Linked DNA regions of Mus musculus: regions 2, 3, 4, 5 and 6 are each linked to region 1. Evidence: chromatin contacts called from public HiChIP or PLAC-seq and promoter capture Hi-C data. All regions are on one chromosome and are shown on one strand. Each heading gives the region's core, a stretch centred on a gene start, on an enhancer-like site or on the middle of the called end of the contact. The rest is flanking DNA. Distances are from core to core; before and after follow the strand shown.

What was found. Promoter capture Hi-C pulls out the DNA fragments that hold promoters and counts their contacts. HiChIP or PLAC-seq counts read pairs in DNA pulled down with a chosen protein or histone mark. Capture Hi-C pulls out chosen DNA fragments and counts their contacts.
Region 2: a contact with region 1 is called in an H3K4me3 HiChIP or PLAC-seq map of embryonic forebrain, with 7 times the contacts expected there. The contact joins the promoter of Mcm5 here to the promoter of Tpm4 in region 1. A contact is called at or near these places in 2 of 115 datasets of contacts at active chromatin or transcription factors (astrocytes and embryonic forebrain).
Region 3: a contact with region 1 is called in an H3K27ac HiChIP or PLAC-seq map of thymic regulatory T cells, with 13 times the contacts expected there. The contact joins the promoter of D130040H23Rik here to the promoter of Tpm4 in region 1. A contact is called at or near these places in 1 of 39 promoter capture datasets (hippocampal neurons) and 1 of 115 datasets of contacts at active chromatin or transcription factors (thymic regulatory T cells).
Region 4: a promoter capture Hi-C map of hippocampal neurons shows a contact between it and region 1, with 4 times the contacts expected there. The contact joins the promoter of Zfp964 here to the promoter of Tpm4 in region 1. A contact is called at or near these places in 1 of 39 promoter capture datasets (hippocampal neurons) and 1 of 115 datasets of contacts at active chromatin or transcription factors (thymic regulatory T cells).
Region 5: a contact with region 1 is called in a promoter capture Hi-C map of adipose tissue, with 3 times the contacts expected there. The contact joins the promoter of Zfp869 here to the promoter of Tpm4 in region 1. A contact is called at or near these places in 1 of 39 promoter capture datasets (hippocampal neurons), 1 of 484 Hi-C or Micro-C datasets (uterus), 1 of 115 datasets of contacts at active chromatin or transcription factors (thymic regulatory T cells) and 2 of 9 other capture datasets (adipose tissue and liver).
Region 6: a contact with region 1 is called in a promoter capture Hi-C map of hippocampal neurons, with 3 times the contacts expected there. The contact joins the promoter of Zfp963 here to the promoter of Tpm4 in region 1. A contact is called at or near these places in 1 of 39 promoter capture datasets (hippocampal neurons) and 1 of 115 datasets of contacts at active chromatin or transcription factors (double positive thymocytes).

The regions. Positions count from the first base shown.
Region 1 is chr8:72,132,924-72,137,288 of GRCm38.p6, reverse strand. It overlaps Tpm4 (tropomyosin 4), which reads right to left and starts at 2,001. Exons shown (of 8, transcript NM_001001491.2): 1 at 1,836-2,001. The coding sequence starts at 1,967.
Region 2 is chr8:75,106,973-75,111,337 of GRCm38.p6, reverse strand. Mcm5 (minichromosome maintenance complex component 5) reads right to left here and starts at 1,829. Exons shown (of 17, transcript NM_008566.3): 1 at 1,717-1,829; 2 at 1,464-1,638; 3 at 1,122-1,248; 4 at 910-1,038. The coding sequence starts at 1,630.
Region 3 is chr8:69,269,365-69,273,729 of GRCm38.p6, reverse strand. D130040H23Rik (RIKEN cDNA D130040H23 gene) reads right to left here and starts at 2,626. Exons shown (of 5, transcript NM_001384124.1): 1 at 2,539-2,626.
Region 4 is chr8:69,652,163-69,656,527 of GRCm38.p6, reverse strand. It overlaps Zfp964 (zinc finger protein 964), which reads right to left and starts at 1,972. Exons shown (of 4, transcript NM_001177527.1): 1 at 1,932-1,972. The coding sequence starts at 1,934.
Region 5 is chr8:69,714,606-69,718,970 of GRCm38.p6, reverse strand. Zfp869 (zinc finger protein 869) reads left to right here and starts at 2,069. Exons shown (of 5, transcript NM_001039965.1): 1 at 2,069-2,203. Gm51532 (a long non-coding RNA gene) reads right to left here and starts at 1,864. Exons shown (of 2, transcript XR_003947396.1): 1 at 1,218-1,864.
Region 6 is chr8:69,747,706-69,752,070 of GRCm38.p6, reverse strand. It overlaps Zfp963 (zinc finger protein 963), which reads left to right and starts at 2,109. Exons shown (of 4, transcript NM_001200023.1): 1 at 2,109-2,239. The coding sequence starts at 2,237.

The DNA of each region.
Region 1 (4,365 bases), core at 752-3,251:
TACATAGTCTGGCCCTAATTTCTGACTGCCCTGCCTTAATCTCTCAAGTGCAGGCTCTACTTCATCCAGTTCACCCAGTCCTGCAGAAGGGACCCAGGACTTTGTGCATACTAAGCAAGTATCCCACCATTCAATGACAACCCCACAGCCTCTAAGTAGCCTGGGCTGCAGGGGGCTCAAGGCCACACCCAACATAGTAATCACTTTCACAGTCACATTGAGTTTCCACATTCATGAGTTGTCTCAAAGAAAAGGAAAAGAACTTAGACTGAAGAGGCACACTTTGATCTTGGCATATTTTCAACTGTTTAAAACAGAAAGAGCTCTAGTTCACATCCATGCATTCATTCACACACACACACACACACACACACACACACATCCTAAGTCATCTTGAGCTCCGCCCCTTCCTGCAATCAAAGCCTTCCACCGGCTACAAAGGGTTTCCCTTATAAGGTAAAAGAGGCTTGCTAGATACTTGTGGCCAAGCAACAGGAAGACGTCGGTTAATCACACAAAAATCTAAATGAAACCAGCTGTTGGGACACAAGCCCAGAAATCAGCTACACACACCCCAACCCCATTTCTAGTCTGGGTGTTTCTGGCCCGGAATCAACTTGAGATGTCTTTCTACAACCAAAAGAAGCATGCTTTCCCACATGAACTTTTAAAGCAGCTCAGAGTTTTCCAAAAGGCATCCCCCGCACTCCACCCTTGGGCCGCCAAATTCCTGGCTTGGCTGGAGTCTCGAGGCCATTTTGGAGATGTCTAGGGTGGGACGGGCGTATGAGAAGCCGTAACAGCTACTGTGCAGAGCTTCCGCCCGGTTCTGAGGCTTTCTCCAGCCCGAGCGGTCCTTGAGGGATTCAAGGCTTCTACCCAGGCCAGGCTGTCGCCCAGGCAGTCTTGGGAGGAGTCCAGGCGGTACCTGCACTGCCAACTCCACCTAGCCTTTCAGTTTCTAGGGTCCCCGCCCTGAGTTCCCACACTACGGCTTCAGGAGACCTGGGCAATCACACAACACTTCTTCCCTTGTCTGTGAGTCTCCTTCGCTAGCAAACACCGCCCTACTACTCAGGCAAGGGGCTCTCCTTGCCCCGGAAACGTCTGGAATGCCTCTCCCTAGTCTTTTCTTTCTACCCACCTGTAGCAGACTTTTGGGAGACACGAATCGAACGCTTTGTGGGTGCCAGAGCTGGGCTTAGAACCCAGACCCATCTCTGGCCCCGGGCTTGACCCAGGGATGAAGAGGAGGCGCGGAGGCCTTTCCTCTTTCCGAACTATTCATGCACCCCGGTCCCTGAACTCTCAGGGAAGGCGCATACAGTGGGCGCTCCGGCGTCGGGCAGGCCCCCTAGTGGATATTACCTGGGGCTAGGGGGACACAGGGTGATGGTGGTGGTGGTGGGTGTCCTGCAGGCCAGCGTCCAAATTCTCCTGTCCCCACCCCGCCCTCAGCGGACGTGTCGCGGCCGCACCCTAAGGACGTGCCGGGAAAGTTCGGGCGCGAAGAAGCAAAAGCGCGCACCGCCCCCGCCCCCACCTTGGTCAGCCGCAGACAATGGGAGCGCGGTATTTGCCCCACTACTCCGGAGTGCCCCGCGCAGGACTGTCCCCCCCGCAACCTCCCAGTTCCTGCCCCGCCAGCGTACGGGGCTCCAGGATCCAAGGGTATGGATGATCAAGGCGGAGGGGAGACGGAGGAAGGGGGAGCTAGAAGCATGCGGAGCTGGGAAGAAAAGAGGGCGCCAGGGAGCACTGCGGGCCCGGAAGCGCGCGGGACGAAAAGTGGGATCGGGCGGGGGTCGCGGACGGCGCGGGTCCTGGTCTCTCACTTTCTCGCGCCGCTCGCGCTCGCCATCCAGTTCGCGCTGCAGGCCTTGCGCGCGATCCTCTGCGTCGTCTGCCTGCTGCTGCAGGGCCTGGATCTTGCGCTTCACTGCCTCCAGTGAGTTGAGGCCGGCCATAGCTCAATCGTTCTGCTGGGCTCCGGCGACAGCTGGGCGGCCGCGCCCGGGCCCGCCAGCCTTGGCCACGCCGGGGCCGCCCCCGCCTCTCCCCGCCCCCCGGCCCTGCTGTCAGGCCCATGAGGTCACCCGGGCCGGCCGCGACGTCAGCACCGGGCGGGGGGTGGGTGGGAGGGGGTGGCTGACGTCGGTGCAGCTAGCCGCCTTTGCCCTGTGGGCTCCTCGTCCTCCCTCACTGCCCGCCCCGCCTGGCCCAGCGGCCGCGCACTTACCTGGGAGCCTTTATTCTCCGTCTGCTTTAGAGTCTTCTTTAAGTCTGTCAGGTCCTCGGAGTGCCTGTCCAGTTCGTCCTCCACGCATTTCAGTTTCTTCTGGAACTACGTCAGCTGCTCTTTCACCTGGGGACACAGAAGATAATGAGTCAGCCTAATGGTCCATTGCCCGGAGTTTGGGAGGCTGAGGCAGAAGGACTGGGAGTTTAAGGCCCTGCAAATGAACAAAGTCTTTATGAGCTGATGAGATGGCTCCATGGGTAGAGGTGCTTGCCACCAAGCCTAATGCCCAGAGTCCATTAATCTCACACATGCGCCCACATTAATGTAGAAAGTAAAAGGTTTATATAAAGAAGGTCTCATTCAGAGGACACAAGTTTGTGAAAGTAAAAAGTGTATATAGACAAGGTCTTGTACAGAGGACTCAGGTTGATTCCCAGCTCCTGTTCCAGGGGAGCCAACATTCTCTGCTTCCATGACCCCTTAGCATAGGCATGCATGCATGCAAAACACCCTCACATAAAATATAAAATACTCCCTCCACATACACAGAGCGGTAAGTGTGCATTACTGAATACAGAGGGATTTTACTCTTGACCTAAGGACTGGCCATTCTTGGACTCATAAGAGTCCCCACTCTCTTGAGGAAGTCATAGCTTTAGTTTGAAACACTACAAATTGGATTTTGCATTCTCACTTTCTGAATGCAGCTCTCAGGTGATCTCTGTTTAAGCAAAGTGGAGCCTATAGAAACTCCCAGTTTTGTAGGCAGAAACTTTCTGACCAGTGTGCAAGCCCTTTCCCCTGCTGAGAAACTTACCCTCAAGAGCCCCACATCCTGCTCCCACTCCAATCTGGCTCCCACACCTGGCTTTCAGGTCTGTCCTGGAAGAGACCCACTCTCAGGGACCAATTCCCCTCTAAGATCAAATTTTCACTCCTCTAACTTTTGCACATTTGTTAGGCATCTGTTTTTTTGTTTGTTTGTTTTTGTTTTTGTTTTTGAGACAGGGTTTCTCTGTGTAGCCCTGGCTGTCCTGGAACTCTGTAGACCAGGCTGGCCTCGAACTCGGAAATCCGCCTGCCTCTGCCTCCCAAGTGCTGGGATTAAAGGCGTGTGCCACCACCGCCTGGCATGCATCTGTTTTAATTAATGTGTCCTTTAACCTTCCCCAGAATCTAGTGCTGTTTGTTCTGAGAGTCTGTCCCCCACAATTCCTGTTTTAGGCATCCCATCAACCTCTCTGAGAACCACTCAGCCATGTGACACCTCCTAGCTGCTAGGGTCACTCTTGTGTCAACTCCACAGGATCTCTGTATCTCCTTCTATCCCTGATGCTGTATGTGGTCTAGAGCAGGACTCCCCTCCACCCCCCAGTACTCCAGGCCAAGCTTCCTGTCCTTCCTCAGCAGGAAACACTGAGGGTGGTTGCCTTTCTGTAGATTAACACCCGTCCACTCACCACTTCCCCCAACCCCCCAGTTCTTAAAATAAATTTGATAGGGACTCCATGCTCACACCAATACTCAGATCTCTGTGGACAGTAAGTATTACGATGATAACCAGCTATATATGTGTGTCTGCACACTTGTGAGTGTGTGTGTGGGGCGGGTGTGTGTGCGTGTGCGTGTGTGTGTGTGTGTGTGAGAACATGCAAGTGTCCACTTCTGCTCCCCCTCTTTTTCTTGACACTGCTTCTCACTGTATAGATCAGGATGGCTCTAAATTCACAGACATCTGCTGCCTTTGCCTCTTGACCCTGGATTAAAGTTGTTTTCTTTCCTCCCACAGGGAGAGCTTGTCAGAGGTGCCACCTGGGAAGTCCTGAGGCTCTGGGCTGATGGGAAGCAGGCACAAGGCAGACACTCTTTAGTGGATAGGAGTTAGAGCCCACCCTCTAGATGGTAGAACCAGGCTTAGATGAGCCAGCAGACAGCTGTTCCAGCTGGCTTATCTGACATCTCCAAGGCCACTCTGGACCTGGTCCCAGTCTGCCACTATGATGGATGTGACTGGGCCCATCATATCATTCCTAGCACTTCAGGCTAAAGGGAGGGCCTTGACCTCTAGACAGAGAGCCTGGAGTCTTGCTCCCAGCCCCAGATATGTAACCCCCCCCCCCGTC
Region 2 (4,365 bases), core at 580-3,079, 3.0 Mb before region 1:
TTAGTCTCTGTTATCTTCACTATACACAGTGAAACATTCTCACACATTCCATTGCTTTCTGTGCCAGCCTCACCAGTCTACAGGTGAGACAATCTCCCTACCATTTCTCCAACTCGGGGCATCTTGGGCTAGATTAGAGAACACACACATGCACAAGACTCTTAAACTATGAAAGGGCCACAAGCATGCCAGTGATAAGAATGTAGGACAATTAATCCCAGCACTCGGGAGGCAGAGGCAGGCGGATTTCTGAATTCAATGCCGGCCTGGTCTACAGAGTGAGTTCCAGGACAGCCAGGGCTATACAGAGAAACCCTGTCTCGGAAAAAAACAAAACAACGAAACAAAACTAAAGGGCTTAAGCCTTAATTATGATTCAGGCTTAAATCAAGGAATGACTTGTACCAGAGGACACCTACGAGATGATTTCCATTGGTTTCCCTGTTGCAATCCTTCATTAGACTGAGTCTGGTGGAACACTCTTCAAGGTTTTGACCCGACTGGCTACACATCAATCAATTTCAGCTCCAACAACACTTCCTCTAAAGTATTCTTCCTCAACTCTCTACCCTCTCAGCAATAGCCACATTGTCCCCACGTTCTTTTCTTTTCGAGACAGGGTCTCATGTACACCAGGCTTCTACTTCTGCCTCCCAGTTATGGATGGCATTTACTATTTTTTTAGTCTCCCTGATGGATAGGAACTCACTGTTGTTCTGCAAGACTCAACTCTGCCTTCCCTTTAAGACATCAACCCCATTGAGGTAATTTTACACAGGATAAAGACTAAGTTAAGTCAAATGTCTTGGTCAGGGTCACACATCTGGTGCTCCAAGCTACCTGTCTCAGACGCCTTCTGCACCACACAGCGGCCATGCCACCCTGACTAGCCATTCAATAAACTCCTACCTTCAGAATCCGAATGCTCGACGGGCTGGCATCTGACTTGAGCATGACCTGGATGTCTTGGAGCAGCTCATCTCCAGCTGGCCGGGGCCGGGTCACCTCATCTGCCACCTCCTTGGCAGCTTCCTCAAGCTGAAGAAGAGGAAAGGCATAAGCTGCTGGTGATGATGGGGCAGGGCCCGGGTTTAGGAGGCTCTGAAATGGGTGCTACTCACCAGCTGTAAGTGCTCGGCCGGCTGTTTATGCAAGTGGTCAGCCAGTTCCTCGTCAAAACTGGCCAGGTCCTCCATCTCCACCTCGATCCAGTATTCACCCAGGTTGTAATGCCGCTTGAGTTCATCTCTTTAGTGGTCAACAAAGGGGCAGAGGGACAGGAAGGGTGCATTGAGGGACCGTCAGCAGCAGTGCCTGTGCACCCCGGTCCTCACAGGCACCAATGCCCCCACCTCTCTCAAAAGACACCTAATTGTAGACCACTCTATCCTAAATTTAGGCCTGAAGAGGGACTGTCAAGAAAAGGCGTCCCCCGTAAGAATGGTTCACGGACACTGTCGCACCTGTACTTGAAGGTGAAGCCCGTGCGATCGGTGCCCACTCGGTACTGTCTCAGGAACTCCTTGAATCGCCTCTGCAGTTGCGACTTGCGGGCCTGGCCCTCTTCCGCACCGGGGTCGCCACCGAAGCTGTCGCTGTAGAAAATGCCCGGGTCGTCGAAGCCCGACATGACTGTACCTGGGTCAAGGGAGACAGAGAGCTGAGCACCCCGGGGCGGCGGGAGCTTCCCTAGACGGGGTCCCGCAATTCCCTCACCTCACAGCGGCGCGCCACACGAACCTCAGCCCTCCTAGAGGAAGCCGACTTTCGCGGGAAAAACCAGCCTCCGCGTTTGTCCACCGCGGTCTCTGCGCTCCTATTGGTTCGTTCAGCGCCGCGGATAGCTATTGGACTGCTCTGCGCCGGTTGAGTCCCGCCTCCAAGGCCTGGTTCCCAAGATGATTGGCTGTGGCGTCTTGGTGACGTCACGAGTCAACTCTTTCCGGTCTCCATTTTGTGAGGCTGGACGTTTTGGCGCGAAAGTTCTTGGCGCTAGCAGCTAACCGAGCAAAGATGGCGGAGAGGCTCGGGAGCTTTGTGAGCGTTTAAACCTTAGGCCTTCGGAGAAAACCTAGCCCAGTGGCGCAGGTCTGTCAGCCCCGCTCCTCGTAAAGTCTAAGCAGGAGGATCGCAAGTTCAAGGCCAGCCTGGGTGACTTAGGGAGCCCCTTTCCCAAGTAAAAAGGTGGGACTTGAGAGATGGATCGGTGGTCAATAGCGTTTGCTGTACTTTTAGAAGACCCAGTCTCTGTTCTCAGTACCCTAGTCAGGGGCTCAGAACTGCCTGTGACTCCTGCTCCAGAGAACCCAATGTCCTCTCCTGGCCTCTATGGGCCACGTACATGTTAGATGTAGAGAGAGAAAGATATATGTATCTGTACATAAGTACACTTTTTTTTTAAGTAAAAGGAAACGGACTGGAGCAATGACTGAGCAATTGGATACAGACACATAAATAAAAAGTAGACTTATCAGCCCTCCCCCATATCTGCTAGCACTAGGGAGGCTGAAGAAACCCTGCCTTTAAAATAAGTATATGAGAAAACCACCCCTTTCAGAGCTGCTGTGAGAAAGCAGTATGCCTGAGGTGTACTCTTGCTCCAGCCCGGCAGGAGGTGCCAGAGTGCTGTCTCCGCAGCTTTGGGACCAGGTGGCTCACCTTCCCCTACTCAGATAGTACCAAAGCCCAGGAAGCCAGGGATGTTTTCTTTCATTCAGATTCAGACGAATAATTATGATGACTGTAGAACTTTTTTAATTCCTTGGCAATGCTTAAACCATGCAAAATTCATGGCCAAATTCCAAATGGAAATCTTGGGGGGGGGGGGAGGCAGATTTAGCATAGCAACCTTAGTGTAGATTTTCCTTTGAGTTCCTCCCATCCACACGAACAAGTGGAAACCTATTGCTGCAGCAACCATTCAAACATATATTTACAGAGAATAAAGTTTGAGCATTTTTGCAATTAAAAAAAAATACCAGGTGAATCTAAGACTTGGTTTTCTCAGCATTTCATGGTAATCCCTGTGTGCCAAGACAGGTTTAACACATTTTATTTTAGATTGCTTTATTTGCTTCTTGACCAAAATCGAGGCTGTTCTTAACAGTTGTCACCAATAGCAGGGATGTAATTCCGCATTGTTGGCTGGGGCTTCCCCTCAGGTACAGATGGAATGCTGGACTTAGGCACTGAACAGAATTTTAGCAAAAGTCAGAGTGAAGCAGAGTCAGCAAATTCACTGGTCAAAAGACAGAGTCCTATGCCTGGGCATGGTGGTGCACGCCTTTAATCCCAGCACTTGGGAGGCAGAGGCAGGCGAATTTCTGAGTTCGAGGCCAGCCTGGTCTACAAAGTGAGTTCCAGGACATCCAGGGCTACACAGAGAAACCCTGTCTCGAAAAACCAAAAAAAAAAAAAAAAAAAAAAAAAAGACAGAGTCCTGGCGACATGGCTCGGCAATTAAATGCCGAGCTGCTGGGACTGCTCTTGTAGACAATCAGTTCTCTATGGTGGCTCACAACCATCCAGGGAGCCTGATGCCCTCTTTTGACTTCCACAGGCACCAGGTATGCATGCAGTAAATAGGCAAAACACATACATATATCTTTAAATATAAATCAACTGCCAGATGTGGCGCATGCCTTTCATCCCAGCACTCAGGAGGCAGAGGCTTTACAGAGCTCTACAGAGGAGAGGCTGAGATTGAGCAATTCCAGGAAAGCAGGAATACAAAGAAACCCTGTCTGGGGAGAAAGAAAGGAAGGAAGGAAGGAAGGAAGGAAGGAAGGAAGGAAGGAAGAAAGAAAGAAAGAAAGAAAGAAAGAAAGAAAGAAAGAAAGAAAGAAAGAAAGAAAAGAAAGGAAAGAAAGAAATAAAGGACTTAAAAATAATAACTTTTTTTTAATTTTTTTGCATTTATTTATTTATTTATTTATTTATTAGGTATTTTCCTCGTTTACATTTTCAATGCTATCCCAAAAGCCCCCCATACCCACCCCCCCAAAATAAGAACTCTTAAAAAAAAGAAAGAAATGGATAGATAGACTTAAGGAGAGAGGAATGAAGGCATAAGTCTTTCAGATCCATTAAACAGGCAACTTGGGGACTTTGTAGTTGAATGACCCTAAACTAACCTGGTAGGAGGGGAGAGGAATGTGTTGTTTCCTTAACAAAAGGTTTTCTTAACATTGCAAAAGGGGATTTATTAGACTGGTGAAGGGATTTTATAAATGAGATTATAAGGTGATTTATGAGGAAGACAAAAATTTGGTTCAAGGAGGTAGGTGAGGTAACTCAGAGAGTACAGATACCTGGCTGCCACACACACAAAGAGAAAAGGGATAGAAAGTACAGATTCAGAAACTT
Region 3 (4,365 bases), core at 1,377-3,876, 2.9 Mb after region 1:
TGATGTAATTACAATTTCAAAAATTATATTTTAACGTTGAAACCCAGCTTTATGGCCCCACCTGCTCAAGGGACTATCGATTTGTAGAAGACCACACCTAGGATTACTCACACCTTTTCTCTCAGACTCTCCATTTTCATCCAGGAAAAGCAACACTCCTGTTAGACATGGCCATGTCAGTTTGACCAGATCTTCTGTACTGGTTAAACTAGTGTAACTACAGTAATTTGGTTCCTAGAAATAAATTCAGTTCTTTATTCAGATTCTTGATTGCATGTCCTGTGGACCCAAGAAACAGGACATTGATTGATCACCTAAAATTGACTCCCAGAGTACTCATTGGTAATCCCTACTGTTGCCAGAGCAAAAAAGCTCTCACCACCCTTCCTGACCCTGCCTTTCTGTGCTGTGACTACAGCAGTTTCAAAGTTGGTCAGTGAACTCGGTTCTAACACAAGTTCCTCTTCATTTGTAATTTCCTAATAGAAGCCAAGGAGGGCAGAGGACAATCATTCATTGGTCTCTTTTCCCTTTTCCTGGAAGGAGTTGCAGGACTGCCTTTCAAGCACTAGGCAGCAGAGGCAGGATTAGGTGTGGAAAGCAATGATAAATTGCAAGCCTGGGCTATGGGAGACATTGCTGTAAACAGAAATCAATACATAAATAGCATTTGAGAAAAACAGAATAAAATTCCTAACGAGAAGGAAACACTGGAGAACAGAAAGAAATAGAGATTGGAGCAGTGACACATTTAAAGAAAATTACATTTAAAAAGTGATACCAATAACTGACTTTTTTAAAAGGTAAAAATGATGTATAATTTTGTACTTAACTGATGCTTTAGCTACACTGGGTACACAGTACACCGTGTAGCATAGGACCACCACTTAGTTGGAGAATGCTATGACAAATGTGGTCAGCATTGCTGGTGCTCTGTCTGTATTACTCTACTGAGCACATCAGTACATCCCGCCTACCTGCTAACTCTAAGCCCTCTGGTATATTTGTCTCTTGCTATTTTAGTTTTGCCTGTCACCCTAAGTCATTGCAGCAGGCTCAGCGTGCCGAAATGTACGTGTATCATCTCCCTTGACGGACAACTTTTAACAAATTGCTGACTGGAGGTGATGTGTAAAAGCATGATCCCAGCCAGCTGCTTCTCCTGGTGGGGAAACTCCCCGTGTGCTTTACATTGCTTTGGAGTTTCCCTGTGGGGATTCACCTTCAGTTGTTCTCTCTGCTTTTCTCACTTTTCTGCTCCATTACCTCTTCTATGTGTACAACCAAAACACTTTTTTTATTTGAATTACTGTCTCAGTTTCCCACATATAACCTAAATTAAGAAAATAAAAAGTGTACATGTTATTAAGTTAAAAAATTTTTAAAAGGTAAAAATAATTGAAAAAAAAATCTTAGCACTATTGACCTGGAAAAAGAGTAGATCCTTCCTTAGTAGAGGGAATGCCATTAATAAGATATCGATTGACCTTGCCTCTGGGCACAGTGTTAGCTGTTGAGATGTATAACCCATGACACACAGCTACAGCCAGTGAGTGGCCTGTGTCTCAAACCTCTGAGCTGACTTAACTGTGTCAATCCAGGTTTCTACTGGATCTACCAGGTTTGTTCCTCAGTTTGAGAAGGGGCAGTGCTCCTTTTCCACACAGGAAAGCCTCAGGGAAAACCTTGCTAGATCAGGCCAGCCCTCAACACAACAGTGCCCTTCCTTTTCAAAGAGCTGTGTCTTACCCATCGGGCAAAACTATGCTTTTTTAGTGGGAAAAACTAGACCTGTATAGCACACCAGACCTTGATGTTAGTTGTGACCGTGCACTACTTCTTTGAATAGCTTTTAGACAACTAACTGCCTTTTAATATGCGGATTGCGTTAGTGGCTGGTTGTAAATCTTTTGTTAGAGTTTGGGGCCAAATGTCGAGACAATTCTGGTGAGTGAACATGTGTTTCTGATCACCTCATGTCTAAGAAGCCTGGTTAGCATACTACTTATCATCATCTTTAGGATGCTTTAGAGGCAGCCCACCCTTAGCTAAACTCTACTTTGCGTGACTTATTATCTCCTAAGCATTGGTAAATCCTTTCCATCATCAACTCTACCCTTCTCCATCACAGATTATTAGCGGAGTGCTAACGAACACATGAAACGCCATTTACTACCTCCCCAAAACTAACTCCAAATGGATCGTACTCCTAAATATTAAATATGAAGCACAGAAATTCTAGAGATGCTAGAGAAACTGGGACTCTCTGAGTTTGGCAAACTGCCATCTTCAGATGCAACAAAAGCCTGGTGAAACTGACTACAAGGATACTTCTACACACTACCCCTGTTCCCAAGGCTCTGCGCAGATGCAGCTCCCAGACCACCACTGGGGTCTAGGGAGATGCAAATACCACAAAGAATCTCACAGCAGGCTGCATCTAACCACTGCTTCCCATCCGACCCCAGGGAGGGCCAACCACACGGGCTCCCGAGGTTCACAAGCCCACTGCTCACCAGGCAACCGCCCCTCGCTCACCATATCTTCTCTCCCAGGCTCGCGCTTAAGCCGCAGGTAGTGGCAAAGAACCACTAGCACTAAGGAAGCTTCAGATTCCAGCCTGCAGAAAGTCCCCCGGAAGAGCCCGCCTCCCCTTCTGACTGGAGGTCCGCCTCAAGGGTCTGATTGGCTAATGAGACTTGAGTGACAAGAACCTCCCCCTTATGCTTAGAGGATGCAGAAGGGACACAGCACAGTGTTTGCTAGAGCTGATATCAACCCCAAGGCCAGACCTTTCCCGGATATGCACATATTTGCATTTCAGTCGCATTTGCCCCTGCCTCCAACCATTCACCCTTCCGCCTTTCTGCACTCAGCAACATTTCCTTCTTCCTCCTGGACACTGGGTGGCTGGCTTGTGCATCTCATTTCACAATGTGGAGTGGAGTGATTTTTGTGTCCCACAAGTAGAAGGGAGCCACAATATTAACAATTAAGGAGAGATTTTAGGAATCAAAACGTTTGTTCTTTTGCTTGACACTGAGGCTAGGTGAAGTTCAACTGCATGTAACCTGGGAGGCAAGGGTACGTCAGAATATCCTGAGAGAAAAGCTGGAACCAGATCAGAAACACAATGATAGGTATACCTCCCACCAGAAGGCTGAATGGTACTCCACTCCTATAGGAGTTTTCCTCATGAAATGCAGGCCTGTCTCCTGACAAATTAGTAATAATGAAAAGTATAGTCTCCATGGTAACTTGAATACTTAGAATGAATTGGTTCATAGAAACATGCCTTTTATGAACACTATTCTTAGCCAGCATGTTCCTGAGTTAAGGTGAAAAGAACATAGCTGTGTATTAGTGAAGGTTCTCTAGATGAACAGAAGGGATAAAACAGATCTCTATGTAGGTAGAAAGGGAATCTATTAGAATGGCTCACAGGCTGTGGTCCAGCAAGTCCAAGAAGGGCTGTCTACCAACTAAAAGTTGAAGAATTCACTAGTTCAGTCCATTAGGCTGGTTGTCTCAGCCGGTCTTCAGTATAACCCACGATTTTAAAGATAGGGGCTCTAATGCCAGTAAAGAAATGAACTTACAAAAGTAGGCTGTTACCAGAAGGTGTGGCCCAGATTAAAGGTGAATATTGTCACCTCAAAAGATCCTGAAATGTCTTTCCACTTTAAAAGCTTTAATTAAAATCCCTCGCATGTTTTCAGCCCATTGGGTTTTAGTTAATTCCAGATGTATTCAGTCTGACTATCAAAAATTGCTATCACAGCAGACAAAACAGAAATGCTGAGCCAAAGTTCTTACCTGTATGGGCATGGGAGTCATTTCCAAAGCAATGCTGTTTCTCAAAAAAGGAAGCATGGGGATTTTTCTTAGGAAGCCTGGACACATTCACGTGGAGTTCTGCTTATTCCTCAACATGCTCATTTAACAAATACACTTTTGAACATGGTCGCAATCTAAAAGCAGAGACGTTTATGTGCCTTCTAACTCAAAGTCAAGCAGGAACATAAAAAAATTATCTTAAAAGATGGAAGGAAATGTCTCCGGCATGTTCATCTTGTACCACAAGATCATAAATGAAAATCATGTGTTAATCTAGCCAGGAGAGAATAAGGCCACTACCACAATTTTGAGCCAAATTTGAACCAAGCTTGATTTTATTGGGATGCACCCAAGAGCTAGCCAGCAACTGCCCCCTAAGTCAGGTTAAAGAGAGAAACCCTTCATTTTTGACCCACTTTAAGGAGTAAAATCATAAGATTTGCCAAGCCAGTTTACAGAAGGGAGACATGGAGGCAGTAAAGTAATATGAAAAAATATCTCAAAAACACACACTATGGTCATTATGTG
Region 4 (4,365 bases), core at 723-3,222, 2.5 Mb after region 1:
AGGAGTCTGATACAGCTGTCTCCTGTGAGGCTCTGCCAGTGCCTAGCAAATACAGAAGTGGATGCTTACAGTCACCCATTGGACGGAGGACAAGGTCTCCAATGAAGGAGCCAGAGAAAGTACCCAGGGAGCTGAAGGGGTCTGAAGCCCCATAGGAGAAATATCAATATGAACTAACCAGTACCCCCAGAGCTCCTTGGAACTATACCACCAATCAAAGAAAACACATGGTGGAACTTGTGGCTCTAGCTATATATATAGCAGAGGATGGCCTAGTCTTTCATCAATGGGAGGAGAGACCCTTGGTCCTTTGAAGGCTCTACACCCCAGTATAGGGGAATGCCTAGGCCAGGAATGGGAGTGCATTGGGGAGCAGGGGGAGAGGGGAGCAGATAGGGGATTTTCAGAGGGGAAACTAGGAAAGGGGATAGTATTTGAAATGTAAATAAAAAAATAAAATAAAAAATACTACAAAAAAAGAAAGTTGTAGTTTTAAAACTGCAAAGCTTGCTTTAAAAAAAATCAGTTTTTTTTTTAAACCATTCCTTTCTGTGTGCATGTGTGGCTATGCATTGCCATGATGCATGTATGAGGTGAAGGGACAGGAGTTCAAAGAAATTCTGTGGTTCTCGATTCTCTCCTTCTACCAAGTGGCTTATAAGGATTAACCCCAGGTCTCTGGGCTTGGCAGCAAAAGATGCCACCCACAGAGAGATTCGGAGGAACCAAGAACCTAAGTATTTTGTTTTTTTCTTTCTTCCTTTTGAGATAGGTTCTCACTATGTAATCCTGACTTGCCTGAACTCACGACATAGACCTGGCTGACCTAGAACTTACAGAGATCCACCTGCTTCTGTCTCCAGAATACTGGGATGAAAGGTGACTCCCAACCAGCTCAGCAAGAATCTAAGTTCTAAAAGGAAAACCTTGTTCACTTGATGGTAAGCGCCTTGAAACACTCAGGGTCACACCACCTAAGGAACACCAGTGAACACCTGGTCAGACTGAAAACTGCTGCGGAAAGTCATGGAATTGCAAGGATGTTAGAATACGGGTACAGCCCTGGGAAAGAGCAAAGCAGAGATTCATGATTCACAACTTCAAAACTGACTTAAAAGCAATTATCATTAAGATAGGATAAAGCTGCAGATAGGCCTAAGGAGTAATAGAGCACTTACCCAGCATGCTATGCAAAGCTGTTGCATCTAACTTCCAGACTGTGGGTGGGAAGGAGTAAATATTTTTTAAGAAAAGAAAAAATAAACTATACTAGGCTCTGTGACAACCTGAGTTCTATCCGTTAATCGCGGAAGGACAGCACTCATTCCATAAAGTTGTCCTGTGACCTTACACCTTCCTCACTCTACACACACACCGGGGACACACACCAATAAATAAGGCTGATTTAAGTAGGAGAGAGGGAGGGGGAAGGAGAGAGCTGCAGCGCACGGCAGGGGTCCTCCACTTCGTCTACTCGCTAGTCCCGCTCCACGTTTCTCTCCCTTGTCCTGGGGCAGCCCAGGCTGTCCCCTCTCCTCCAACAGCTGCGGGTTTACTGTGAAGCCCGCACGCAGGGTTACAAGTGAGTGCGACGTTAAGCTGTCACAACCCGCACTAGGAGAAACCTGCGCCGTCGAAGGAGCTGTGGGCAGACCAGCTCAGCACCGAGCGACCCCGCCCACGCGGGTGCTCTGGGCTCTGCAGCGTGCTGCCCTCGTCTCTCCGGGCCAGCCTGGCTCCCTCTGGCCAGCCGCAATCCGTCCGGGGGGAGCTCGCGGCTTCGCCTTTTAAACTCTAATCTTCGCACCAAGCCGAACTTTCCCAGACGCTGGACCCACCCCTCCCCCAGTCCCAAGGAGGACCCACCACCCCGGCTCCCGCGGCTCAGCCGGCCGCTCTTCCCCTTCTGGGGACTTCGGCCCTGCGCTCACCATGGCGCGGCTTCGAGCTCGGCCGCGCTCCCCTTAGCTACGGGCCGCAGTGGCCACAGCGAAGGGGGCCGAACCCGCTGCGCCTTCTCCGCTTCCCAGCGGAATGCACAGCGGGATTGCGATGGAGCCCGCCTCCCACCGCTCCCTGGCGCTCCTGATTGGATGGCTTGTCTGGAGGCCCTGATTGGCTAGGGCCCGACTTCGCTCAGCTCGGGAGAGATTTGCATAAAAGCCAGACCTGCCTGCTTCTTGCTGGGTACTTTAGTCTTCGGTGATCTCAAAAGCTTAGTTCCTATTGGTCTTGGGTCGTTGGTGTCCACAGTGCATTTACCAACTCAACGTCCAGTGTAGTGATTTCTTGCTTCAGACCTAGAATTGTTATAGGACCTTGGGTATGATGTATTCCGTGGACCTGGATTTTTATTCAGGGAAGCCAAAAAAAAATTTTTTTTTTTTTAAGGCGTGAGCGCCACCACTGCCTGGCTCCTTTTATTTTATTTTATTTTTTTTAAAGATTTATTTATTATTTTATGTAAGTACACTGTAGCTGTCTTCAGACACACCAGAAGAGGGAGTCAGATCCCGTCATGGATGGTTGTGAGCCACCATGTGGTTGCTGGGATTTGAACTCTGGAAGAGCAGTCGGGTGCTCTTACCCACTGAGCCATCTCACCAGCCCGGAAGCCAAAATTTTTGATAGTGGTCTGTCAAGTGGGGCTTGGTGGTTGGTACAAGTCCCCTTAATCCCAGCACTCATTCTGCTGGCAGCGAAAGACAGATCTCTGTGAGTTCTAGGCCAGCCTGGTCTACATTGTAAAAATCTGGGCTAGTTAAAGTTGCACAAAGTCTGGTCATTGTTAGAGGCCAGAACACACTGGCTCCTCATCAGCTCTTTCTGGTAGAGTTATTAAGACGCTATCTGTACTGTGATTTTACAACTCTTAACTTATAATTCAGTCCAGTATCTGGTCCTCTGTGCTCAACTTCACAGCTGGAAATAAGATAATAACAAATTCCAAGCGACTGGAGAAAAATGAAGGCGTTTTAAATATTCAGTTCTTCAGAGAGACACGGAACCTTAGAGAAAAGGCAAAAACGGCTGTGAATTTTGGCACAAGATTTTTTTTTTTAAGTCCCCCTGGGGGAGAAATTTCTGTTCTTTGTTTCTCACAGGCCAGTTCTGCTATTTTCTCAAATTTCCCATCTCCCTGGCTTAGGGTACAAAGCCTTATCTAAGGAATAACTCGGGATTTGAGGCTTCCTCTTTTCCTTATCATGATTTAAGTTACATAGTAAACCATGGGTAACTCCAAGTCTCATTATGGGCCGGTACCAGCCAGCGCTTGGAAGAAACATGCCCAGCACCTACTGCTTATCTGTAACTGGTGAACTCTAAATGCACTTTATACTGAAATGGACAATGACAGTCCAATTCAGTGGTTCTTGACCTGTGTGTCATCAGATCATCAGAAAACACATATTTACATTATGATTCACAGTAGTAGCAAAATTATAGTTTATACAGTAGCCAAGAAAATAATTTTATGGTTGGGGGGATCACCACATCATGATGAACTATTAAAGGTCATGGCATTAGGAAGGGTGAGGACCACTGTCTCACACCATCACATATGCTAGCTCAGACTAAATCATGTGGTGTTTAACTTTAATTTTTTCAAAACCTATTTTTAATGATGGTTCTTAAATGCTTTAGCCTTCCTTCTAGCCCACCACCCTCCAGAGGTAGTGGAAAAGAAAGGATACAGGAGAAGTGGACCTGTTTAGAAAGGTTCTTTGGAGAACCTTCCATCTGCATTGTCTGGAAATCTGCAGTTCAGTTCACAGGTCATCAACAGCAGCTCGATTCACTTGTAAACACTTCACAGATATACCAACAGTCCAGTTTGATAGAGTTGGGATAGCAAACATGAGTCAGCAGTGGTGGTACTATTTAGCAGAGACAGCCAGGCCTCAGCCTCGGCAGCAGAAAGGACCAACCAGCAGGAACGCCAGGAAGAGTTCTTGGCTGTGCTTTTCTCAGCGAAGTGAAGATCATCAAAGAAGTCAAAAGACCAACACGTGATGCACAGCTAGCTCTATAAGCAAGCCTAGCTCAGCCTCAGTCACTGTGCACTGAGTCCCTTTTATACCCTCTCCAAACATCATGAGTTCTCTTTGTGCCTTGCCTAAACACATGCCATACTTCAGCATGTATGTCTGTCTCAGCTAACATCACTCTGCCAATCAGCCCAAGTCTGCAGAAGTGGCAAGAAGCTGCAGCACATCACCAGGAGTTTTTTGGTGCATTTATCTCTATGGAGTTCTGACAAATGCAGCTCAACTGCACAATGTAAGGTGGACCAATACATGCGTGTGGTTAGCAAAGAATCCTTCATCACATGTCCTTTCATGTGCTTGCTTTAGCAGAGCATCT
Region 5 (4,365 bases), core at 820-3,319, 2.4 Mb after region 1:
GAGTTACTGTGAGCCATTATGTGGGTGTTGGAAATTGAACCCAGATGCTATGGAAGAGCAGTCAGTGCTCTTAACTTTGGAACTATCTTTCCAGCCACCTCCCCCAAGTATACTTTATTCATACATATAGATTGTGGAGCAAAACTGCACAACTGCAAGAGTGCATTTATCCTTCTAGAAATGGACCAGCCAGCATACATTTAGCTGATTGGTTCATATTAAATGATATTAAAGAATAAAATCTTTGAAGTTTCTATGAAGAAGGCTCTCAGATCCTACCTGGCCTTGTTAGTAGTGGCCTACAGCACAGAGGGCAAGAGGGAGTTAGCTCAGTCAAGCCTACCAGGTGGGTTGTGAGTGACCCTCAGTGGAATGGGGCTAGTGAACGTGCATGTGTGCATGTGTGGTATATGTGTGAAGTTAGCCGTGTAGGTGCATTTACACAATGGAGTACTACTCAGCTATTAAAAAAGAATGAACTTATGAAATTCCTAGGCAAATGGATGGACCATGAGGCAGCTTCTCTTGGGCAAGAATCTGGAGTAAATCCTTGGATCCCAAGTGGATGAACTCCTAATCAGTTTGATTTGATCCAGAGCCACTCTCCTTAGCTATCTGCTTATTTAAAAATTAGCTATCTCCTGTCTTCCTTCACTATTCTAGTGTGGTTTGGTCATTTCTGTGGCCTCGTGGATACAGGCATCTTCAATGTGTAAGGCTCCTTCAAATACTGAAAGATCCTGGCAGAATGTAAAAGGACACAGAAGCCCTGAAATTGGCAAGATAGACGTCAGTGTTAGCAGAACTAGCTTCACTGATTTAGAAAAATAGAGGTGCACAATGCTCTGGCCACTTCTTGAACCTGTGTGTCTGCCAAAGTTCTGACCAGGTGTGTGCCCATTGCTGCACCTTCATTAGACTCTTTCCTTGTACCCCTCCCATACCCATTTCTTGAGAATAGACATTGTTTAGATCTGGAAATCCCCTAATCTCCCCCTTCTCCTTTCCCCCCTGAGGGCCTATAAAAACTGGGACCTCTTTCCCCTCGAGGACAACTCCTCTACCCCTGCGTGGGATATGAGTCGTCCCCAGAGCTCTGGCTTTCCCCGAATAAAGCCTCATGTGGTTTGCAACAAGCTCGGTCTGTCGTGAGTTCTTGGGTGTCCGCTATTGTCCTGAGGCCTGAGCGAGGGGCTCCTCTCGGAGTCTTTCAATACCTTCTGTTGACCTGGAGTAGTCTGTGATTGATACTGGAAGTTTTTCAGGAAGTATATCCCGAATTCCTGGTTCTTTGGCTTCCACCTCCTTTGTTGGGATTGCAGGAAAAGCAACACCACCTTGGTCTTGGAATGGGTTCGCTTCTCTGCTTAAAAAGAAAAGGTGCAACTTGTTATAATTGAGCAATCTTTGGCGTGACTTGCTGAAATTCCTGAAACCCGGAGGACATCAAGTCTTGTTTCGATGTGATAGGGGTTGGGTTGGGCCCTGGTCTAGTTGTGAGGCAAAGTGATCACTGCCTTGGGGAGTGTATGTAATAGACTGTGCACAAAAACAAGGCTTCCAAGAGGAAGAACCTTAAGTACCTACTGAGTGCAAGAAGACAAGCTGTGAAAGTTCTGGGATGCACAAGGAAGTCCTGCTTCAATCAGATCGTCTTGAAGCAGACTTGCATGAACTTGGGTGAAAGCCAGAGTTGGGAAGGTCTGTGTGGTCCACGTCTTTTAATTTCAGTTCATCCACTTATGGGAGCTGTCATTCAGATTTCACTAGCCAATCAGGGCCCTGAGGGCAGGACATTCATTCACAAGGACCAAGCGAAGCTGTTCCTGTCACTCAGGCCCTCGTAGGGCAGTGCTAGCCAATCAGAACCTTCAGGCCAGGCCACTCACTCAAGAGCGCCTAAAGGAACTGCTTCATCATTCAGGGCATGCTAGCCAATTAGAGCAATGGAATTGAGTCATCCACGCAGCTGCATCTAGGGAACTCCTGTCAATCAGACTTGTGGTGCAGCTCTAGCCAATCAAAGCTTCGGGGCAAGATGTCCAATCAAGAACACCAGACGAGACGAGAGGTGGGTCCTATCCGCCGCCATGCTGCAGATTCTGTTCTTAAGCAGGCATCGCGTGGTCCCGTGAGCTGCGGTGTGATCGCCGCTGCCGGGAGCTGTAGGGGGAGCGCAGGCGAGCTCAGCAACCGCGCCATGGTGAGCGCGGGGCCGCTGTCCCCGGATGGGGAGGAGCGGTCGGCTGAGCCGCGTGAGCCGGGGTGATAGGTCCTTCCCGGGGTTGGGGGAGCGGTGGGACCGGCCGGCCGAGCGGACACCCTGTGCGTTCCACTGGGCGACGTGGGCCCCGTCACTGGCCAGTGCTTGTCTCGGAGGACTCTAATCACTTCCGCTTTTCCAGCCATGTCTGCGCAGAGCGCGGGGAGCGGAAGACTCCTCCTAATCAGGGGGTAGCTTCCGGGTTGGTGACGTCACCGCCCAGTGCTGGCGCCCTGTTTGTGCTTTTGGTGTCGCACTTATGACTGCTGTGTTCTCTGCGCTGTGGTCTAGACGTTGTGGGCTTCGTAGGTCTAGCATCAAGTGTGAGTTAATTTTGTGAAATTCTCCGAGTCTTTGTCCAAGAGTTTCTTTCGGATGGTGTCCCAGAAACAGTTCTAGAAAAGATTGTACTACTTTATCAAAGGTCAGCTTGTCTCCTAATTTAAAAAAAAATTTTTTTTTGTGGATCTGTTTATTCTTCCTAAACAGTGTGTTGTCTTGTGTATTTGATTGGAAATGTTACGAGTGTGTTGTGGGTTCGTCTACATTGTGCTAACCATTTTGTGTGTTTTTTTAAAAGTATTTTACATATAAAATTCAGCAATGTCTTTTATGTACCTGATAAGAACTTTTTAGCATTTTGTGGGAATTATCTTAAATCTGTAATTGAACCTGGGAACTGACATTTTTCTGATTGTGTCTTCTGGTCATGAGGATGTTATATCAGAAACAGACAAATATGTTTGTGTATTTCCACAATTTCATAATTTACTGAATAGAAAGTAAAAAGGTGTCACGCCTCTGGTGGTAATCTGGCCAAGGCTATTTTTCCAAGATATTTTATATTTCCAAGATATTCTATCCAAGGTTCAATTTTTCCAAATCCTAATTATTAATATTTTTTCATATCACACGGTAAATATATAATTATATCCACATATGCTGTTTACACAACCAGCATAAGTTAAAGAGGCTGCAGCAGAGTTCAGAGGGTCCCAGAAGTTGGCGAAGAGAAATGCAAGCAGTGTTTCAGTTGATGAGAGAAGTTAGAACACACGACTAGTGAGCCACAGGGGGAGAGCTTTGAATGAAGCCCGAGGATGTCAGGTTTGAAAGTGGCTGTAGTGGTCTATATGATATGAAAGGCAGACTGACTGGTCCTGGTGAACTGACAGGGACTCAGTTGAATTGAAGCTGCGTCCCTGACTAGATCCTTGGCTCACACAGGTATCAGATGATAGGCTGGTTTCAGGCCGTGCCATCCTAGTGCTTGGTGTCCATCCCTTTCTGAGGCCAGGGGAGGGAGATGCATCCTTTTGTATCCTATGTATGGTGTTTCGTTTGCACCGCTTGTATGCCTAGTGCCTGCGGAAGCTAGCAGAGGACATCAGATCTCCTGTAGCTGTAGTTACATATGGGTGTAAGCTGTCATGTGTACTCTGGGAATTGGACCTCTGAAATAGCATCTGTGTTCTTTTTTTTATGATTTATTTATTTTTTTATTTTATGTATATAGTACACTGTCTTTAAACACACCAGTAGAGGTGTATCAGATCCCATTATAGATGACTGTGAGCCACCATGTAGTTGTTGGGATTTGAACTCAGGACCTCTGGAAGAGCAGTCAGTGCTCTTAACCGCTGAGCCATCTCTCCAGACCAGCATCTGTGTTCTTAACCATTGAACCATACCACCTCTTTAGCCTGACTTTTCTTTAAATTAGCATGTGCTTTTGAGATAGAAATTGTGTAGGCAAGAATGACCTTGAACTCCTGGTTCTTTTGCCTCTATTTCCAAGTGCTGGAATTTCACATATAATTTCATGTAAGAGGCATGCACCGTGACACCTATCTGATGTTCTTTTTCCCTTTAACAATTTCATACATGTATAAAGACTACTGTAATGTCCTGCCCTCTGATTTCCCTCTTTGTCCTCTCCTGCTTACAGTTCCCTGTGAAATATCCATGTTTTCTGCCCCCTTCATCTCCTTCTTTGTTTTGAGAGCCACTAAAAAAAACCATTCTGGTTTTAACCAGGATCATCCGTGTGGCTGCAGGTTCCTGCCCATGCATCTGAGCACGGTAGTGGGTACACAGTTGAA
Region 6 (4,365 bases), core at 860-3,359, 2.4 Mb after region 1:
ATCTCTGAATCCCAGACCAGCCTGGTCTACAGCGTGAGTTCCAGGACAGCTAAAGCTACACAGAGAAACCCTGCCTAACAACCAAGAGAGGGCAGGGATGGGAAGAGATCAAGGCAAGACCTAATTTGTATTGGGATAAAGACCTCATTGTCTTGTTCTAATCTATGTAAGGAAATAGTTATATTAGTCCATAGAACAGAGGTTGCTGTTCTCTTTCTGTGAATAGACAACCATGACAATGGCAACTTATAGAAGAAAGCATTTAATTCAGACATTATATATAGTTCAAAGGGTTAGAGTCTGTGGTCATTGTGGCAAGAAGCATGGTAACAGGCAGGTGTGGTGCTGGAGTAGTAGCTGTTAGCTTGTATTCCACCTCAAGCCACCAAGCAGGCTGGCAGGCAGACACACCCACATCCACACCCAGAGAGAGAGTTGGGTCAGACAGACAGACAGACTGGGCCAGGTGCTGGCTTTTGAAACCCAAAGCCCACCCTGAGCAACATGCTTCCTCTAATGAGGCCACACTTATCCTTCCTAAACAATCCATCAACTGGGAACCAAACATTCAAGTATATGAACATATGGGGGCCTGCCACTCAAACTACCACAGGTGCCTCTGGACAAGACCCTACCCAGCTAAGCTTCTAACATGTAAAAAGGAAAAGCCCAAGTAATTTTCTATTCCCCAAAACCATGACAAAGGAAAACGGCTGCAAATGTGATTCAGTGGGGCCAGGCTCCATCCCAAGAAGGCAGCAGAATTTGGCCATGATGTCTGTGTGGTTCTGACTTTAGAGTCAAGTCTGTAACTATGGAGAGTGTATGGCAGTGTAGTCCCTGCATGGAAGGTACTGAGAAGCTATTGTGAGTCATTTTGGAATTCAAACCTGGATTTCAGTGGAGATCCTAGAGCCATGAGACATCCGCCAAGGAGAGAATTGTCTTGAGCCTTAGAAGATATTTGGACCTTTAAATAATGTTGAGACTGTGAAAGTCTATGGGGACTTTTGACGGAGAACCAAATGCATTTTGCATTATAGTATGGTCTATGGGGGCCAGGGAGTGGAAGGAGGTGGTTTGAATGAGAATGGCTTCCATAGGCCATGTTTCAGTGTTTGGTCCCCAGTGATGGAACTGTTTGGGAAGAATTGGGTGCAGCCTTGGTGGTGGAGGTGGTCTTCGAGGTTTTAAAAGACTTGTGCCATTCTCAGTGGATTAAGGTGTGAGTCCTCAGCCTGTGGCCAAGCCTTAACAATACCAGCATGGACTGTTACACACTGCACCTCTAAGCCTGGTTAAACTGTTTTATAAGTCACTTCAATCATGAAGTTTTATCATAGCAACAGAAATGTAACTATGTCAGGCAAGTGCCCTTAATCACTGAGCGATCTCTCCAGCTCCTGTTTTTTTTTTTATCAACTCTAATTTTGTCTGTTTGTTTGCATTGGGTATGTTTATTTGTGCAGGCTAGTTTTATGTCAATTTGACACAAGCTTGAGTCATCAGAGTGGGGAGCCTCAATTGAAAATGTCTCCATGAGCTTGGGCTGTAAGCAAGCCTGTGAGGTCATTTTTAAAAATTAGAGATTAATGGGGGGAAAGCCCATTGTGGCTGGGGCCATCCCTGGACTGGTGGTCCTGGGTTCTCTAAGCAGCCGTATTTGCAGACAGTTTGGAGTCACCCGATGTGGGTTCTGGAAATTGAACTTGGGTCCTCTGAAGAGCAGCATGTGCTCTCAACCTCTCAGTATCAACTGGAACCAGAGTGGTCTGACTGGCCTCCTAGGTCTGAGGCACAGGGGCCATTGTATTAGACACTGAGTTGGTAACTGGACTGCTTACGAGAACCATCTGGTACCCTGTTAGACTAGGAAGTGCTTGCCGAGTTCACTGAGACAGCAGGGCCCAGCTCTCCAAGAACAAGAACAAGTTCTGCGTCAATGTAAATTCTCCTGACCATATGCTGGAGTAAAAGGCAGGCAGTCCAGGGCAGAGACTGCCTGGTCATCACTTCAGCTCCTGCTGTCAATCAGCAGTCGCTGGGCGGACCTAGCCAATCAGGGCCTTCAAGCTTACACCACTCAATCAAGAGCGAGGTAGGGCAGTGGGAGGCGGATTTTCTCTGTCCGCCGTGTTGTAGACTGAACTCCGTGGCTCAGGGAGGCCCCGTGGGTGCGTGTGCTGCGCTGTGGCCGCCGCTGTGAGGGGAGCACGGGCAGCTCGGAAGCCGCGACATGGTGAGCGCAGGGCCGCTGTCCCAGGTGGAGAGGAGTGGCAGCTATCGGTAGCTCTTCGCTTGTGCGGCGTTAGGCCCGCTGCGGTTGGCGGCGACTAGGTCGCTGCGGCTGTGTCGCTCCGCCCTTCGGCCGCGTCTGCGCAGAGCTCAGGGCGCCGCAGGGGAGGCCCCGCCCTCCGTGTCGGTGACGTCACGGCCACGAAGTGGTTTTTGTGTTGTACCCTGAGGCTGTTTGCTGAACTCAAGGTCCTGCCGGTTCCCCTGAGTTGTCTTCACATATTGGTGGAGAGTCCACTTTGAAATACTTTTGTGGGAGTTGTAAACTCTTAAGTTTTTGCTTATTTATGCCTATGTTGGATAGTATTTGTGAAGACAATTACTCTCCTGAGTTTAATTTGCTCTTTTAAAAGAACATTGACTATTTTGTGAGGTTCTTTTTTTATACTGTTTTGTAGATAAATTAGTTTCCAAATATTCGTACACTATTATGATCATTAAATTTCTTTGTAAAGATAAAATCTTTTATTTGTGTACTATTTATTTAGAATTGTCTGGAACGTTGAGGGTTTTTTTTCCCCCTTTACATATAAACCTTAGAACGGCTTTCTGCTGTTACACAAGATGTTAGCATTCTTGTTGGGATTGTGTTTTGAATTTATAGTGTAAATTGAGGAAAGCAACATCTTGGTGTTGTCTTCTATTTACTAGGCCAGTGCATATTCTTATTTGATTTTTTTTTTCTTTTTTCTGGACACTGGATCTCTCTGTGTCAGTGGTTCTTTACCTTTCGGTTAAGACAATCAGAAAACACTAATTCCCAATGGCTTTAGGAACTGAGATACTGCTCAGTTACAACATTACAATTATAACATAGCAACAAAAATAATTTTTTGGTTGGGAGTCACCTCAACATGAGGAAATGTATCAAAGGGCCGCAGCGTTAGGAAGGTTTAGAGTGACTGCTCTATGTATTCCTGGCTGTATGGGAATTTGCCATGTAGCTCAGGCTGGCCTTGAGTTCACAGAGATCCCTCGTCTCTGACTCCCAAGTGCTGGAATTAAAGACCTGTGCCACCGTGCCTGGCTTGATTCATTTTTGAAAAAGAAATTTATCTTCATCCAAGGATCTTTGTGAAATTTAGTATATGCTTCTCTTTGTGTCTCCTTTGAGCTGTGGTGCTACATACTCGGGGAAATTGCTAACCATTCAGTTGCTCATTGCTATTATACTGGAAGATGGACTTCTTGTGTTAATCTTGTATTCAAGAAGATTTTTTTAAAAAAGATTTATTTATTATTATAAATAAGCACACTGTTGCTGTCTTCAGACTCACCAGAACACATCCCAGTGGTTGCTGGGATTTGAACTCAGGATCTTCAGAAGAGCAGTTAGTGGTCTTACCCGCTGAGCTATCTCCCCAGCCCCAAGAAGTTTTCTTATTATTTCCTTGAGTTTTTGTTGGTCTTGGAATTTCCTATTTGAAAAGACTTGTATTTTATGTGTTATACTTAACAATTTTATTTTGAGATTCTAATACAATTAAACATTTCTCCCTTCATTTTTCTCCCTCCAAACCTCCTTCCATAATCCTCCCTGCTCTTCTTCACATTCGTGGCTGCTTCTTATTCCATTAATTGTTGTTGCATGCTTGTAACATCTATATTCCTAACTATAACCTGCTCAGTCCATGGAATGTTACCCGTGTGTATGTTTTCAGGGCTGACTGTCAAGCATTGGACAAGCAAGCAGTGTGCTCGTCCCTGGGGAAGAGTATCTCTCCTACTCCCAGATTTCCTTAGTTACCTGTAGTTCTTTGTGTACGATTGAGGCATTGTGGGCTTGTCCCTACCCAGTTTTTCATGTCCATTGGTGTTATCTTTGCTCAGCTCATTCTGAATAGACTTTATGAGTAAGTGAGATATTATTTCTAGGAGACCCAGTCTCACAGGAAATCTCCCTGATTCTCTGGCTGCTACACCTTTTCTACCCTAGACTCTTACTTTTTAAAGTCTCAGTGGCTCCCCTGTCCTGTTCTCTTTCCAGTTGTAGCATCTTCATCTGGCCTTCATGCCTTTCCTAACCCCCATGACTTGGTATGGCTGGCTCAAGCTTACTGGCTTTCCCCA